3 separate regions of the Mus musculus genome follow, and regions 1 and 3 are each linked to region 2. A link is a contact called in public Hi-C and HiChIP or PLAC-seq data. All regions are on one chromosome and are shown on one strand. The core of a region is the stretch at or near the end of the contact, and the rest is flanking DNA. Distances in the headings are between cores, read along the strand shown. Region 1 has its middle 48 kb from the start of Gm24160. Region 2 overlaps Mogat1 (monoacylglycerol O-acyltransferase 1). Region 3 holds the start of Serpine2 (serine (or cysteine) peptidase inhibitor, clade E, member 2).

Region 1 (3,037 bases), core at 59-2,558, 1.0 Mb after region 2:
TGAAATCCTCACTAAATAAAGCTGCCTGTGTTCCGTAAGAGACACTATGGGAGGTTTCCTTCAAACTGATCTTGTGTTGACCTCTAGGATAAGCCAAGGTGGACAGTGTCTTGAACTTAAGGCTCTATGTTTTCTCTGAGCTTAGTTCTTACAAGTCCAATTCACTCTGGCTAAGAATACATTGTTCGTTACAGGAAAGCACCATTAAAAATATACTCCAATTTAGAGTTGGCTTCTTTTTTTTTTATTTTTAAATATATCTGCATTGGCAATCAGCTGAGCATATGAGGAGGAGTGGTCAGAGTTCACCCTCAGATGCCTTTTGTTATTGGTCTCCACCTTAGTTTTTGAGCTACACTTGGTTTTTGAGCTTACATCTGGGCCACACTGTCTGGTCACTGAGCATCCAGGATGCATCTGTCTCTGTCCATCCTCTGTGGACAAGTGGGTTTATAGGTGCATACTACCTCACCAACTTTCATGTGGGTGCTAAGGTTCCAAACTCAGATAGGTCCTCAAGACTACACAGCAGGCTTTCTTTACTCAGTGAGCTTTCTCTTCTTCCCCCAGAACTGGCTTCTTTCAAAGTCCCCAGTTACATAAACTTATTTCCTGTTCTCTCAACCCAATTTCCTCCTAAGTTTTTTTTTTTTTCTCCAAATAGAAGACATGATTTTGAGATAGGGTAATTAAGTTTGCCCATAGACATCAAGATAATGCCTTTTATACATTCTGGTTACACAGTGAATCCGAGCTTTCTACTTCAACATCTGTTCTTTGTTTTCAGTTCAACTGCCGTGTTCCTTTAGGAATGGTTCTATCAGCCCTGCTCTGCAACTAATCTGGCGGGCACTGGGACATCAGGATACAAGAAAGGAGAAAAGTAGCACTGAAATCGCAAGCTGAATCTCCCAAGTGGGTGGGGTAACTGGCAGATAGCTAATGGAAAGGAAGCGTCGAAAGGGAACAAAATTGAAAGGAAACTTTGATAGTCACCTCAGATTTACTAGTTTCCCACAGAGAGGGCCTTCTGATTGGTTCCAAGAAAGTTAATATGTGTCATCCTGGAGACTGATGGAGAATATGCTTGGAAGAATGGAAACTAAAAGAGACTTGAACCCTGTGGGTAGTACTTAATGGCAGTCACAATGCTGCCCATCGAAGGCAATACATATCTGAAAAAACAATGGAAGTGACATTAAGTGCCTCCCTGCCTCCTTACAAAAGAAGGCCAAGCTCTTCAAGGAAGTTTATCTTGAAACCTTTTGCCTCGATCCGAATGAACAAGGAAGAATTATGAGTCAGAAACGGAAGGAAATGAGTCACAGGTTGGTGTGCTTGCCTGTTTGAACTCTGGCTTCACATCCAGCCAACCTGACTTAGAGTTTGTTTGAAACTGAGAAGCAAAGACAGTGAACATATGGCAACATTAAGATTGCTGTTTTCCCACATGCAATGCATTTCTGAATCCTATAGCTTTTGATTCAATCTAACAACGATCCTCACTCTCAGAACTCATGAAGTTCTAATGGGCTTCTGGATTTTTCTGATAAACATGTCTGTATTAAGCATGAAATTTACTAGACTGACAGGAACCATCTAACCCCAATGAGATAATTTATGATTTTCTCCCTAAGGAGCACATAAATCAATATGTTCAGAAGAAGCCAAATTAGCCATTTAAATTAGTAATCACAGTAACTATGCAACAGGCGACATCACAAAATGTGCTTCCTTAGGGTGTAGAAAATGTTTAATGATTTTAGTCAATAAAATATAAAATAGTCATTCAGAAAGAAGATAGTCTTAAATTCTCTTACATTCTGTTCTTCTATATTTATTTAAACAATAGAATTTGCGATGGATAAGCATCTGTTTCAAAGCAAAGGAAGACCTGGTTTATTTTCTGCTTCTGTAAAATAGAGCAGAAAGCCTGAGGTAGGGCAACTTATAAAGGGAATTTTTTTATTACAATGTTGGCAGCTTGGTAGGCCAAAACTGAGAGGCCATCTCTGGTAGACAGCTTGTTGGTAGGTATTCTTGGAATGGTCCTCAGAATAAAAGGAGGCCATACAGTGAGTACATATGAGAGATAAAGCCAAACTCCATCTTATCACAAAGCCACTCTTGAAATGATGAAATAACTTACCTGTCTATTAATCTGTGAATGGATGAACCCATTCATGAAGGCTCTGTCCTGGTGACCTAAACCTCTTATTAAGTCCCAATGAGGTTTTAATTTTAATGTGAGTTCTGATGGAGACATTCCTACCCTATCAACCATGGAGACAGTTAGGAAAACTCTCTTGGGGGTCTTACAAACTTACTTTATCATTCTATTCTTTTATCATCCTGTCTTTCATGGCTCTTTTCATCTGTTTTCAGGACAACAAAGTAAAAGGAGTATGCCAAATTTCTTAGTCCTCATTGCATTCTTTTAAAATTAGGCCTAATGGCAGATACCTGCAGTTCCAGTACTTCAGAGGCTGAAGCAGGAGCATCTCAAGTTTGACTCCAGCCTAGCTATATAGATAGATCTCATCACAAGAAAAAACTAATTGAATTAGTTGATTGATGATAAAACTAGTCACTATCAAGCTACTTTTATTAGCTGGTCAAACAGTCTCAGAAAATGTGTTTTGCTGCCTCTGTTCATTTCTTTCATTTGTTTCCATCCAAACTCGCTGATGTCTCTCTTGCTCCTCCCAGAGTAGCTTCCACATTTGTCCAGCTGAGTCCCAAAAACATAGCTGCATTGCCCAGTTATAAGCACAACACTGGTACTTAAAGCCAGCAGCAAAGAGTCAGGCTAATAAAAAAGAAAGAGAGAGAGAGAGAGAGAGAGAGAGAGAGAGAGGAAGGAAGGAAGGAAGGAAGGAAGGAAGGAAGGAAGGAAGGAAGGAAGAAAGAAAGAAAGAAAGAAAGAAAGAAAGAAAGAAAGAAAGAAAGAAAGAAAGAAAGAAAGAAAGAAAGAAAAAGTGCCAGAGGCAGCCGGGCATGGTGGCACACACCTTTAATCCCAGCACTTGGGAGGGAG
Region 2 (2,769 bases), core at 164-2,663:
GAGGAAGCTTTATAGAACAAGTTGTATTCTCCCATCCCTTGCCCAGGAAACTTTAGGGCAGAGAGAAAACTAAGATGGGTCCAGCCTGCTCACTATGTAGCCAAGGTTGCCCGGGAACTCCCAGCCTTCCTGCCTTCACCTCCTGAGTGCTGAAACTACAGGTATGTGCCAGCACTGGCTTGTTTCCTCCAGTTCTCTCTAATGTGTGTCAAAGGACTGGTGTCTACTGTGCATAAATCAGACTTCGTAAAGATCGAAGGAAACTGCCCTCGAGTGTTTGGAGGCTCGGTCTAGTGAAACACTCAGCAATTAGGGAGTGTCAGTCCTTCCTTCTGTGCCTCTCAACTCCCATATTCATGGTCTTTATCACTTGCTGCCTCTTTATTCCTTCACGATTGCTTAGGTTTTTAAAAAATAACCACCTTCCATTACTGGCACAGGTTCGCTCTGTATGTAGCTTGAAGAAAGACAAAGGAACCCACCCCCACCCGACTCCCCTTTGCGTACTGCATCCCCCCACCCCCACCCCCCTACAGCGGCGCTCACAGTCCTCATGCCCAAGCGAATGACTTCAGAAGGAGTAGTTTGCTTCAAGGTTTGAAGTTAACCACCCGGCTCATCCTGGCCTTGGGCGCATAGCAACACCAGGCCAGCAGGGGGTGCAGTGTATACAGGCCGTCAAAGACTTGTATTTCTGAATTTCCAAATTCTGAGATTGTTATGTAAACGTCTTTTAAAATATGTACAGAAGCCGCCAGATTTATTTACAACCAATAGGTATTTTTGTAATTATACAGATGAAACAGATACTTTTGGGGGGGGGGAACATTCATACGATACAGGTAAAATAAATGTGCTGTTCCCCACCCCTGACCCAATCCCCAAAGGAAAATGTTGATCTTGCCAGGTTTTTCTTGTACACTGAAAATATTGGTGCACCTAGAAATTTATTTTTTTATAGATGGGATCACACTTCATTTTGCAACTTTTCTTAGACATTTTAGGCACTGTGTGTGCCACGTTATTTGTTATTTCTTTTTTTAAAAAAGATAGCTGCCTAAGATTCCGGTGAATAACTGGAATGTAGCTCAGCCTATGTAACTGTTTTCCTAATGAGCTGTGGTTGCTTTCAGTTTTGTGACTAGATGACTTTCTCGCACAGAGACTTCGCTGTAAGTAAGTGACATTTTCAATTGTTCTGAAAGATATTTTTTAAAAAGTCATAATAGAGGATGTCACGTGACCTGAACATTTCACAGTCAGTCACAATAAGAACCCTGTGGTCTTGCTTGTCAGCTGTGCCCAGGGGAGAATGAGAGTGACGTGGCTCGCAGCAACGCCTACTCTGCGCACAGCTGCAGTCGGCACAGCAGCGCATTTGACTCAGAAGTCAAACCACAGAATGACAGCTCAGTGTCTGCTGAGAAGGGAAACTCTTTATTTGTTGTCGAGTGGGATGGTGTGACTGAGGTAGGCAGCCAGTGAGCTGAGGAGAGGACTGGAGCCAGCGGGCTGGAGGGAAGCCGATTGGCAGCCCAGCGCTCAGCTGCCCACGGGAGACCCAGGCTGCGGGTGGAGTGGTGGCTGTCCTCAGGGATGACACGTGCTCTGTTTTCCACAGTTGGCCGCCCCATCCCTGTTCAGCAGACTCTGAACCCGACCTCAGAGCAGATTGAAGAGCTGCATCAGACATACCTAGAGGAGCTAAAGAAACTGTTCAATGAACACAAAGGGAAATATGGGATTCCGGAGCACGAAACTCTGGTATTTAAATAACCTCCTTCCTCCAAGGCATAAGAAAGGAAGGCAAGAAAGCATCGTTGAGAAAATAAATAAATAATTTCTCTGGTTTTTGTTTTGTTTTTGTTTTTTGTTTGTTTGTTTTGACTCTAGAATCAAGTTGCAGCTGAAAAGAATTAGTGGTGAAGACCACTGCTGTTATTTTATACTGTGATAAATAAAAATACAGGAAAATGGAGGTCTGGGGTTATGACCAAGTGGTACAATGCTTACCTACCATGGGTAAGGCTCCAAGGTTGGTTCATAACAGTGGAAAATAAAAATACACTAGATGATTATAGCACAGGATTGAAGATGACTAAGACTTAAAAATCTTCTGAATTTAGGGAGACTATATCATTCTTCAGGTTCCTAAAAGTCTTAGAATTACTCATGCGCTCAGAGCAAAAGCAAAATACCAACTTCAAAGCGCCTCTAGACACTAACTGAGCAATTCTGTGGCTTAGGGTGGTATCGTCACTGAGCAGGGCAGCTGTTGTTTGGCACAGCTGGATATTTAGAGACTGTGTAACTTGGCTTACAGAAAGCTGGAGAGACAGGGCTCTTACGTAAACAGAACATTTGTCACCGAATCATGTCAGTTGTATACTGGGTAACCTAGGTCTTTCAGGTCACATCAATGCATTTTTTTTCTTAAATCAGTGCAGAATTGTTTTGCCATTTTTGAAGCAGGATGAGTCTGCCACTTGGAATCCCATAGGAATGGCCAGAGTCGTTTCGCTTTACACTCAGAAATGGGTGTATTTGCAGTGGCAAGGCAAGTCTTTTTGGAAGATAGCATCGCCCTGTTTTAGGATGCATTGTAGGGTGCTGGAGATGTGGTATGCAACAGGAACACTTGTAATCTTCTCCCCCAAGAGCCTTTTCACTTAATACAGAGTCGGGGCTTCTCTGCTTGCTGGTCTCTCCCTGGTGCCTGGCACAGCTTGGGGCGATCCCAGGGCATAAAATATGTACTTGCCCAGTGGG
Region 3 (3,075 bases), core at 559-3,058, 1.3 Mb after region 2:
GTGTGTGTGTGTAGCCCTGGCTGATCTGGAGCCCACTATGTAGGTCAGCATCACAGCAATCCTTCTGTTCCAGTCTCCCACACGCTGGGATTTTTGAGCATCTATATCACTACATCCAGCAGATGCCAGAGTTTTTGACATTAGAAGCACAGCACCCCCAGTTGAGGGCAAGTCTTGAACATGTCCAGAGAACAACTGAGTAAGTGGAGTGTGAAAACCACTGGACCTGACGTGGTCACAGAATCGAGAGTCCCCGCAGCAATACCACCACAAGAGGGGGAAAAGGCCAAAGTTCCAAACCCTGTGGGAGAAGAACTGGCTAGAAGAGGGCAGCAACTCTTCCATCCTAACCCATCTCTGACCACTGTCAAGTCGCCTATGTGTGAGGCCGAAAATTAGCATCCTTTAGAGATTCGGCAATTTCTGTCTTACTGTGCTAATTTGTCAAGTTCATGGGAGAAAATTTCTGCCTAGATTCTTTCAAAGAAGAAGGAACGATGACATCGGCTCATGACCTTCAGGAGTCACCCTTAGCTGAACAAAAATTTCAAACACTACTCTGAAAAAAACAGCTAAAACTCCATTGTTGACGGTTCCATTATCTGTGGCGAAGCTCTTGAGATTTTTTTTTTTTTTTTTTTTTTTTTTGCTTAAATGTTGCCAACAGGGTATAATTATTGTTTTAGAACCACAGAAAGTGTTCAAAGCACCTTCAATTTTTAAGTGTGCTTCAGATACACAAATCGGTAATGCTGACATTTCTCCCATTATCTGTATTCCCATTCAGATACAAAATCTCCAAAGTACAAGATGATCAGATCAATTGTTCTAGAACAGTTCAGAAAAGTAAACTGCCTCCTGGCTTGAAAGAGAAAAGTTAAACCTTCAAACACCTTTTTATGTTCATGCTAAATATAAGAACGTTCCCAGCAAAGTAGTCAAAGCAAGATCCAGCGGCGTTTGGAGATTTCTCTGGAGAGACACGCGGAGATTCTGTTTTGTTCATTAAAACACTAAAAATCCTCAACAGCACCTTCCCTAATACCTGAAGGTGGAGTGCTGTCTTATGTAATAGCAGCTTTCCCTCTCTGCTCATCGTGGGGGCAAATTAAATACCTAATTCCTCCGAGGATTTCTGAGTACTTTCACCTTACCTGGAGTCACTCACCGGCCTCGCAATTCCCTGGTCCACAGATGATGAAAATAAATAAGAAATCGCAAAGAGCTGCTACTGTATCCTAGGGACAAGCCTGTTGCAAAGGCCAGTGTGAACTGAAGTCCTTCCCCAAACCGCTGCCCACCTCCACACTGCACAGGCAAAGGTTACAAGTGAGAGCCGGTCGCCCGGGACAGGGACCCGCGCACGGGAAAAGTGTGGGGTCGGTGCTACCCGTGAGTGCCCAGTCGCCTCGGGTTCAGGGTCACGGTTTGCAGTCCTGCTGGACCCACCCCGAGCTCGGCGAGCGTTCCGTCAGCCTCCGGCACACCTGGACGCCCAAACCCTCGGGGACAGGGACGCGGGAGCCAGGAGCGCTCGCAGCGGGGCCCGAGGCGGTTCGAGAAAGTTCCCGCCCCAGCAACCGGTCGCGGTGCTGCCCCGGGGACAGTCCCCGGCTCCCCTCCGAGCAGCGGGAACCCCGCAGCTGCTACTCACCCGTCCTCGCTTGGATCCCCAGGTGGCGGCCGAAACCGGGAGGGAGATCGGCGCTGCGCGGCGGTGGGGGACAGGCGGCGGTGACGGTGACGCGTGCAGCCCGCACTCCCGTGCAACCACTGCACTAGCCGGCCGGGCCGCGCGGGGGCTTTATCGCCGCCGCCGCCCCCGCCCCTTCCTGCCTCCCCCGCCCCCCGGCCCGCCCCGCCCCGCCTTCCCGCCGCCGCCTTTGTGTGGCAGCCGGCCGCAACGTCTCTGCACCGCAGGGGACTTTAGGACGCCCCCCTGCCCGACCCGCGGTCGCCAGATGCCGCCCTCTCGCGGGGGTTGGGGGGTTCGGGTCCCCAGAAAGCTCCGGCCAGACGCGCCGGGCTCGAGGTGCGGCGCCAACCCCCGGTCGAGCTGCACGTGGATCGTCCGGATGAGCCTGTGGGGAGTGGAGAGGAGTGGGCGACACAGAAGCCAGTGGTGTGCCCCTGAGACGCAAGACGCGTCGTCTGGGGGTGTTGGGGGGGGGGTGACAGTGTGCAATCCTGCAGGTGATGGAAATAACGGAGCTAGGACGTGGAGGTCTAGAACAGGTCCTCCAGGTGCCCCAGAGTCAACTTATCCCTGCTTAGTGGATGAGCTGGCTGTGGGATTCCTAGGCACATGACAAGCAAGGACATGCAGAAAACTGACCCCTTGCTTGTGGTGATAGCATGAAGTACTCTCAGAGCTCCGAAGATCCAGGTGTTTTGAACCTACACCTTCAGCCCCTGAGACCTTATCAGACCCAAGGCCAGCAACAGATGGCTGTTATGTCCCATGGTCTGTTACCTGAGTGTCCCTTTCTGCATTCTTCAGTCCTCTGCTCAGGTTAGGTTTGTAGGGACTTTCATGGTAGTCTCTGTTGCCTTTGGTGCAACGCCCTCCCTATCAGGCCCCATGTTTGGCCCCAATGAAGAAAAAACAGCCGTAAATCTCTTTAGGGCTGTGAAATAAACTGCACCTAGTGCTAGAGCAACTCAGATCTCTGAGCAACCACACTGACACAGCTGTGTCCATGACAGACACTCCCCCACCCGTGTGTGTGAGTGTGTGTGTGTGTGTGTGTGTGTGACTTGAAAAACTGAGAGCAGCTTTCCAGATGAAGGCATTAGGGACTGAGGGTGTGGCTAGGTGGTAGGGTGCTTGCCTCAGATGCACAAGGCACTGGATTAGGGTGCAGTGCTACAGATAGGAGGGGAAGCAGATAAGAAACTACTAGAGCAGTGGTTCTCAACCTTCCTAATGGTGCAGCCCTTTAATAGGTATGGTTCCTCATGTTGTGGTGCGCCCCCCCCCCCCCATAGCACTATTATTTTCCTTCTTACTTCATAACTGTGACTTTGCTACTGTTATGAGTTGTCATATAAATATCAGTGTTTCCGGATGATCTC

Evidence for each region. Hi-C and Micro-C count contacts between places; a contact is called where the count stands out from the background. HiChIP or PLAC-seq counts read pairs in DNA pulled down with a chosen protein or histone mark.
Region 1: a contact with region 2 is called in a Hi-C map of Th1 cells, with 4 times the contacts expected there. The contact joins two enhancer-like sites. A contact is called at or near these places in 2 of 484 Hi-C or Micro-C datasets (Th1 cells and adipose-derived mesenchymal stem cells) and 1 of 115 datasets of contacts at active chromatin or transcription factors (fibro-adipogenic progenitors).
Region 3: a contact with region 2 is called in an H3K27ac HiChIP or PLAC-seq map of double positive thymocytes, with 5 times the contacts expected there. The contact joins the promoter of Serpine2 here to the enhancer-like site in region 2. A contact is called at or near these places in 4 of 39 promoter capture datasets (liver, neutrophils, pre-B cells and 1 more) and 4 of 115 datasets of contacts at active chromatin or transcription factors (astrocytes, double positive thymocytes and embryonic stem cells).

What each region holds. Positions count from the first base shown.
Region 1 is chr1:79,560,088-79,563,124 of GRCm38.p6, forward strand. No RefSeq gene overlaps it. Among named protein-coding and RNA genes, the nearest start is that of Gm24160, 48 kb to the left of the region's middle. Within about 2 kb of position 1,309, at least 36 of the 459 cell types and tissues checked have an H3K27ac peak or open chromatin away from gene starts, as enhancers often do. A contact at or near this core is called in Th1 cells, where this site is marked.
Region 2 is chr1:78,536,323-78,539,091 of GRCm38.p6, forward strand. Mogat1 (monoacylglycerol O-acyltransferase 1) reads left to right here. Exons shown (of 7, transcript NM_026713.3): 7 at 1,622-1,851. The coding sequence ends at 1,776. Among named protein-coding and RNA genes, the nearest start is that of Mogat1, 27 kb to the left of the region's middle. Within about 2 kb of position 1,414, at least 301 of the 459 cell types and tissues checked have an H3K27ac peak or open chromatin away from gene starts, as enhancers often do. A contact at or near this core is called in Th1 cells, astrocytes, double positive thymocytes and 1 more, where this site is marked.
Region 3 is chr1:79,856,857-79,859,931 of GRCm38.p6, forward strand. Serpine2 (serine (or cysteine) peptidase inhibitor, clade E, member 2) reads right to left here and starts at 1,809. Exons shown (of 9, transcript NM_009255.4): 1 at 1,655-1,809.